2 separate regions of the Mus musculus genome follow, and region 2 is linked to region 1. The links are chromatin contacts, called in public promoter capture Hi-C maps. All regions are on one chromosome and are shown on one strand. The core of a region is the stretch at or near the end of the contact, and the rest is flanking DNA. Distances in the headings are between cores, read along the strand shown.

Region 1 (3,360 bases), core at 436-2,935:
ATCAGCAGTAGTATGTGCCCCTCTGTGACACTAACTCTTTAAAACTGCTTCAGGGGCTGCTGAGATGACTTCAGGAGTTAGGGCACACTGCTCTTACAGACCTGAATTCAGCTCCCAGCATCCACACAGATTGCTCTCAAAACCACCTGTGACACCAGCCTCTGGGGTCTGACACTGTCTGACCTCTACAGAACTTGTTTGTACACAGTTGCACCTACCCACCACACAGACAAAGAATCTCTTACCAACAACAATATCCTGCACGGTTACCATCTATCCTGAATCCACTAACACCTGCATCTCTCACATTTTCTAGGATGGATAAGTAGCCGCAAAATAGAAAACAAAAGGAAAACTAGGCTAGGAGGCATGCACCACATCCACACTTGGGAGGCAGGAAAAAAATTGCTTTGTACAAGGAAACTTGTTTCAAACCAAGTTTCTGGACAAGTGTGAGCTGCTGAGTGATAAAATGGTGACAATGAAACTTTGCTTAGTGGCAGTCATACATTAGTAACAGTGCACCTGTACAAGGCTCTACATGCAATGCTATCTTTCACTAAGACAAATGGAGTGCTGCTGGGGGGATGCAGTGGGAGCGAGAAATGAGACCTTTGAACAAGGGGCAGGAAGCGGGGAGGGGGGAGAGTGGTCAAAGGATACAAACTTTCAGTTTTAAGTTCTGGATACTTAATGTACAGTGGAGTGACTAATAATAATGGATACTTGAAACTCTGCTGAGAGCAGACCAAGTGCTCTCCTCAAAAAAGAAAATGAAGGTACCTGAGTAAGGTCCCGAGTGAGGTCTGTGTTCATTAACTTGACAATGGTAATTATTTCACAACCTCTACACGCATCAAAATATCACGCTGTACATCTTTATATAAATTATTATTTTGTAAGTCATACCTTAACATGAGCTAGAGATGGGAGACAATATCGAGAGAATCCTGAAAAGGATGGGGATTGAGGAATATACTAGAAAAAGTAAAGATACTGAAAGCGACCCGTTCTTTAAAAATCTTTTAGGGCAAAACTGAGATTTGCTGATTGCAAAAAAATCATTACAAAAGAGTAAATTTAGACCAAATCCATACCATTCAGCAGAGAAAGGAGAAACGAGGTTCCAGAAAGCCACAGAAAGATTTTGACGGTACCACCGGGAAGGTCTGAAAATGGGTTTCGTGGCCCAGAGAGTCAAGGATGGGGGCGTTCCAACCCGGCCACCCCACCTGCAGCGGGGCCTGGGAAAAGCAAGCTCAGCACAGGGTTGGATCGCCCACCTAGGGCGAGAAAGCGGCCACGGGACCAGCGGAACCGAGAAGCGCCCGACCCCAGGGACGAAGGGCTGCAGAAGGGCGGGGCGCGCGTCGCGGAGGTCGGGAGGGCGACCCAGGGCGGCAGCGCAGCCTGGACCCCTTCTCGGGCCACGGCGGGGGAGGGACCGAGGGTCGAGACCACAGAAGACACAACTTACTCCGCGGTCTTCCTCCGAGAGGAAGTCGGGGCCGTCATCCAGGCCTTCCTGTGGGGTCGGCGGGCCCAGCACACCGAAGGGGAGGCAGGGAAAGGGGGAGACACAAAGAGAGACATTAGCGCCCAGCCCGCGCCGTCCCCGCGCCCGCCGCCCCCACCGCGCGCCCCGAGTTCGGCGCCGCCGTGAACACCCACCATCATGGCTGCTTCGAGTCCAGGGCTCGCGCAGTCGCACAAGCAAGGCCACGAACCTAGTCGGCCGCGCGGGTGGGGCGGAGGGCGGAGCCGAGCGCCAGCCCCGCCCCCCGCCCGCTCTAGGAGGGGGAGCAGTCCCTGAAGGGGAAAGGACGCAGGGTCCTTTGCTCCAGGTAAGAGGGAGGGTTGGCCCAGAGCGATAGTCGCTGCTCACTGCTGGCGAGCTCAGGCTTGGGAAGGCCCCAGGGCCACCCGGAGAACGGTCCACGTCTCTTGCCCCCGAGGGCCCCTAAAAAACTGTACCAGTACTCCCAGGAAGTCACAGTAAATATTCTTGTCTTTGTATTGAGTTACATGATGATTAATCACCATTAATACCATATTGCCTGTGGAAGTTTCAGGAGCCAAAAGCCTTCACACAATAAGCAGACAGGGGCTATAATCAAGCTTTTACTGCTGGGGAAGTAATAACTACCTCAGTTTGGGGTGCTAATGACCGAGCACTATAAAAACAGAGCCGTTCTCATTACAAGAGTATTCCTTGCCTGTATACTAAGAAACAATCGCCAGACCTGATCTAACTGTCCAGCTGAGTAGCAGGAAAGGAGCATCCACAGATGCTTCAAGAAAATAATCCCTTGGGCCAGCATGTTGGTTTAGCAGTGAGGAAAAGTACTTGCTGCTAAGCCTAGAGGCCTGAGTTCAAGCCCCAGGACTGACCCACAAGGTAGAATGGTACTGCAGATTGTCCTTTCACACACACAAAACCAATAAATAAATAAATTTTATAAAAATAATCATTTCTAACTTACCACACTTCACTTCTACAAAGGATCACTCAAGCAAAGCTGTGTCTCCACTTTTATTTATTTATTTATTTATTTATTTATTTAGAGACAGGGTTTCTCTGTATAGGCCTGGCTGTCCTGGAACTCACTCTGTAGACCAGGCTGGCTTCTGACTCAGAAATCTGCCTGCCTCTGCCTCTGCCTCCCAAGTGCTGGGATTAAAGGCGTGTGCCACCACCGCCCGGACTATTGTGTCTCCACTTAATGACATCATCACTCTCAAGGTCCAAGCCTGGTTTCGACTTGTCCTCTTCAGATCCTTCATCTCCTCATGCCTCACATCCAAACAAATACCACCGTGTCTGCAATTGACTCATTTTCTCCACCTCCCTTCCTACACATATACATGTAAATAACGATCTGCTGGTGTGAATCTTCTCTCCACCCCTGGCCTTACTAGCATCTCAGCCTTCCTGGCTCTGACAATGACACCCTAATTTCAGCCAAGAAGCAGTTACAGAGAGATTCCATTGCCCTTTATCATCAACAAAAAGTCTGAAATGACCAAAGTGCACATGCTGGCCAGCCTCCAGGCTCTCAGCATCTCAAATATCTACTACAGGGCCCATGATGGCAGCCCAGCTCCTCTTAGCTCTTCTCACCCTGCCCCTACCCTAAACGTCTCCAGCTCACAGGCTTCCCCTCCCCAGTGCATTCCGACCATGTTCTCTCTCTCTCTCTCTCTCTCTCTCTCTCTCTCTCTCTCTATGTAAGTACACTGTAGCTGTCTTCAGACACTGCAGAAGAGGGCGTCAGATCTCCTTACAGATGGTTGTGAGCCACCATGTGGTTTCTGGGATTTGAACTCAGGACCTTCGGAAGAGCGTTCGGTGCTCTTAAC
Region 2 (3,360 bases), core at 576-3,075, 1.6 Mb after region 1:
AGTTTTACACTTTCTATCGAAAAGCGCTAATAATTCAATGATATTTAAGGTGAACTTAGACATATTACAATTTACATCTTAAAAGTCCCTTTAATTTGTTGCGAAAGGACACATTCCGCAGGGGCAACTTTATAAGTGTGGATGGCTTTCATCCTTAATCACGCATCTCAAAATACATATTACTAAAATAGCATTTAATTAATTTTTTAAAAAATCTTATATTTGACACTTGTTAAAGGACCCTTTACTGTTACAAAAACTTCATTTTCTCTACACATTTTTGGCAAGTGGCATAAGTTAAGTTTAATCATTTTTCCATTTGAACCTTTGAGATAAATTTATATAATTAAAAAACTCAGTATGCAAAATTTAGATATTTTATAATTCAAATAATTTATCAATGTAAATTATTTTGCAATTTCTAAGCATAATATTTGAGAAGATTTTTCTCATCTTGACATTAGAAATATAAATGAATAAATCTTTAAGTTCCAAATCCACGCCAAAAAGTTCTCTAACTTTTAAACTATTTAAAGATCTGAGATGTTACTACTGAAATATTAATAAGGAAAGTGCTTAAGACTTTGTAAGAATTTTTTTCCTAATTGCTTATCAAGCAACTGAGTTTAATTTTTTTTAACTTTTCGAAGTCCAGTAACACCAAACAGAATGTACAACTCAAGTAGTTTGCCAGTCAGAATAAACTTACTAAGGTTTTCCAACTAAGGATTTTAAAAATAATCCTCACAAATCAGGTAAATGTCCTATTCTCACTGGTGGTACCACTGCCCTTGACATAAATGTGTGCTGTGTCCATTTCAAGCACTATAACCAGTCCCCAAACAAATTAGGAAACATGTTTGACACAAAACTCTTCTAAAAGCAGGCAAACATACTTTTGTTCCTTATTTAAACATTGCCTCATTTACATCACGACTATCTAGTAAAGTGTAACCTAGTTTTTAAAATCCAGGTTTACTGTGACATTTTCTGTAAAGAGCAATTAGCTAAGCTACACGACAGTCGTAATGTAGTTAGAAGTGGCCACACATAACTCATCCAACAATTCACACTAAAATTTAGGTATACTACAAATGAAATTGTGGAAATCCTTATATATCCCTCCCCGTTTAAAAGAGTAAGAGATGCAATAAATGGCAAGAGAAACAAAAAACAGAAAAACAAACAAATAAACAAAAAACCCCAGAGTAAATCACCCCCCAAGGAGTGGGGATGGCGCTAGGAAAAGTTTCAGGCCATATTAACCAGTGAGTTTCTGCGATAAATACACTGGAGGCAAAAGGACCGTGATCGCCAGGAACCTCCTTCACCCTCATCACCTTTTAGGCATCTTTTGGGCAAGCTTTCGTCGCCAGGACCCCAGTTTTCTCCAGACCTTGGCCATCAAGCGTGCCGCTGGCATCTCCCGGTCCCAGGAGCTGGGCCCAGGGTCTTCCGGGTGTCACAGCCCGGCCACGGCACACCAGCGGCACACACCGTGCCAGCGGGGCTCCGCGACCCCCGCCTCCGAGAGAACTAAGGGGACAAGGACCGGGATGCTCTCCCTCCCCACCCACCCCTTCCCCGCCGCACCCCCACTTACCTGTCTTGTCAGGGTGTGCAAGGAGCGAAAGACTTCGCAGAGGACCTCGCGGGTGAGGAGGGGGCTGGAGCATTGCTCCAGGCTCCTCTCGCTGCCGCTTGAGGAACTAAGCTCCGCAGCAGCAGCCATGACACCTTCAAAGCAGCCCCCCAACCACCGCGAACAGCGCTCACCCCACCCCTCCCTCGCGGACTTCGTCGCACTGAGATGACGTAAAACTAGAGCGTCTCACTTAGAGCTTGAGGATAGGCCCCACCCTCTGTGTGTGACAGACACACAGGAAGACCAATCAAGAGCAAGGATAGCTGTGCTCCGAGGGAACTTGTGTATGTGAAGCTGGACCTTCTGTCTGGTGGTGTTTTCTGTGGTCCACCTTGGTTTAGAAACCTACTTGGCTCTTAGATGCTCCCTGTGAATGTTGGCAGAGCCTTACTCTTAAGTGTTAGAATTTGAGTCCCGCTATTAAAATTTAAAATGTTAACAGTCGAGTTGTCTTGGAAAAAGATTGCGGGTTAGTGATGGAGCAGTGCTTTACAATTTTCTAATTACTAGAAACTTGACCCAGGATGATCGTTACTGGATAGAACATTTTCATCTCTATAAGACTGTTTGATATGAGGAATTTAAAAAGAACACAAGGGCTACATTATGCTTCTTTTTCCTACCATAGAACGACATTGATGACTACACCTGCAAAATAGTTTATGTCAAAGTTCTGACATGCAACGGGTTCTCAGTGCAATCACTGGACACTTGACCTTAAAATTGTTTCAATATAAATCCAATAGAAATATAAACCAGCCGGGCAGTGGTGGCGCACGCCTTTAATCCTAGCACTTGGGAGGCAGAGGCAGGCGGATTTCGAGGCCAGCCTTGTCTACAGAGTGAGTTCCAGGACAGCCAGGGCTACACAGAGAAACCCTGCCTCAAAACAAAACAACAAGAAAGAAAAGGAAGAAAGAAAGAAAGAAAGAAAGAAAGAAAGAAAGAAAGAAAGAAAGAAAGAAAGAAAGAAGGAAAGAAAGAAAGAAAAGACCAATTTATTCCATGTAACCACACTCTTTAAAATTAGGATATAAAACTAAATCGACTCTTGTTGGGTATTATTAGATAGCTTTATTTTAGCGAAAAAAGTTATAATTTTATAATGTAGAGTTCTATTAATTTTTTTTTCCTTTGAGACAGGGTTTCTCTGTATAACCCTGGCTGTCCTGGAACTCACTCTGTAGACCAAGCTGGCCTCAAACTCAGAAATCTGCCTGCCTCTGCCTCCCGGATGCTGGGATTAAAGGCATGCTCCACCATGCCTGGCTCTATTAAATTTTTAAAACAAGCTTAAAAGATAAAGGACAAAAGAATTAAAACTCTGGCGGCAGTGGCTCAGGCCTTTAATCCCAAAGCACTAGGGAGGTAGAGGCAGGTAAATCCCTTATGAGGCCAGCCTGGTCTACAAAGTGAGTTCCAGGACAGCAAGGGCTACACAAAGAAACCAAAGCTCGAAAAGCAAGCAGGCAAGCAAGCAAGCAAACAAACGATTTAAAACTCTTCTTCATGATAGTTGAGTGCATTTAACATACAGGAAGTGGAAGTATGAAGTTAATGGGTAGTCTATCCTTAGAGAGCAGACTGAATAAAGGAAGAAATAAGGAATTAAGGGACACTAGGATAAGGAGAGTAAAAATGAAAGAACTCCTTTTACCTGTCTAAGGAGCCTTTTACTCACTTATATCCAGAGACTTCTGGTATTATCAGACTTA

Evidence for each region. Promoter capture Hi-C pulls out the DNA fragments that hold promoters and counts their contacts.
Region 2: a contact with region 1 is called in a promoter capture Hi-C map of pre-B cells, with 5 times the contacts expected there. The contact joins the promoter of Mbip here to the promoter of Snx6 in region 1. A contact is called at or near these places in 3 of 39 promoter capture datasets (hippocampal neurons, liver and pre-B cells).

The regions. Positions count from the first base shown.
Region 1 is chr12:54,793,977-54,797,336 of GRCm38.p6, forward strand. It overlaps Snx6 (sorting nexin 6), which reads right to left and starts at 1,686. Exons shown (of 14, transcript NM_026998.3): 1 at 1,672-1,686; 2 at 1,478-1,525. The coding sequence starts at 1,677.
Region 2 is chr12:56,344,069-56,347,428 of GRCm38.p6, forward strand. It overlaps Mbip (MAP3K12 binding inhibitory protein 1), which reads right to left and starts at 1,826. Exons shown (of 9, transcript NM_145442.2): 1 at 1,604-1,826. The coding sequence starts at 1,732.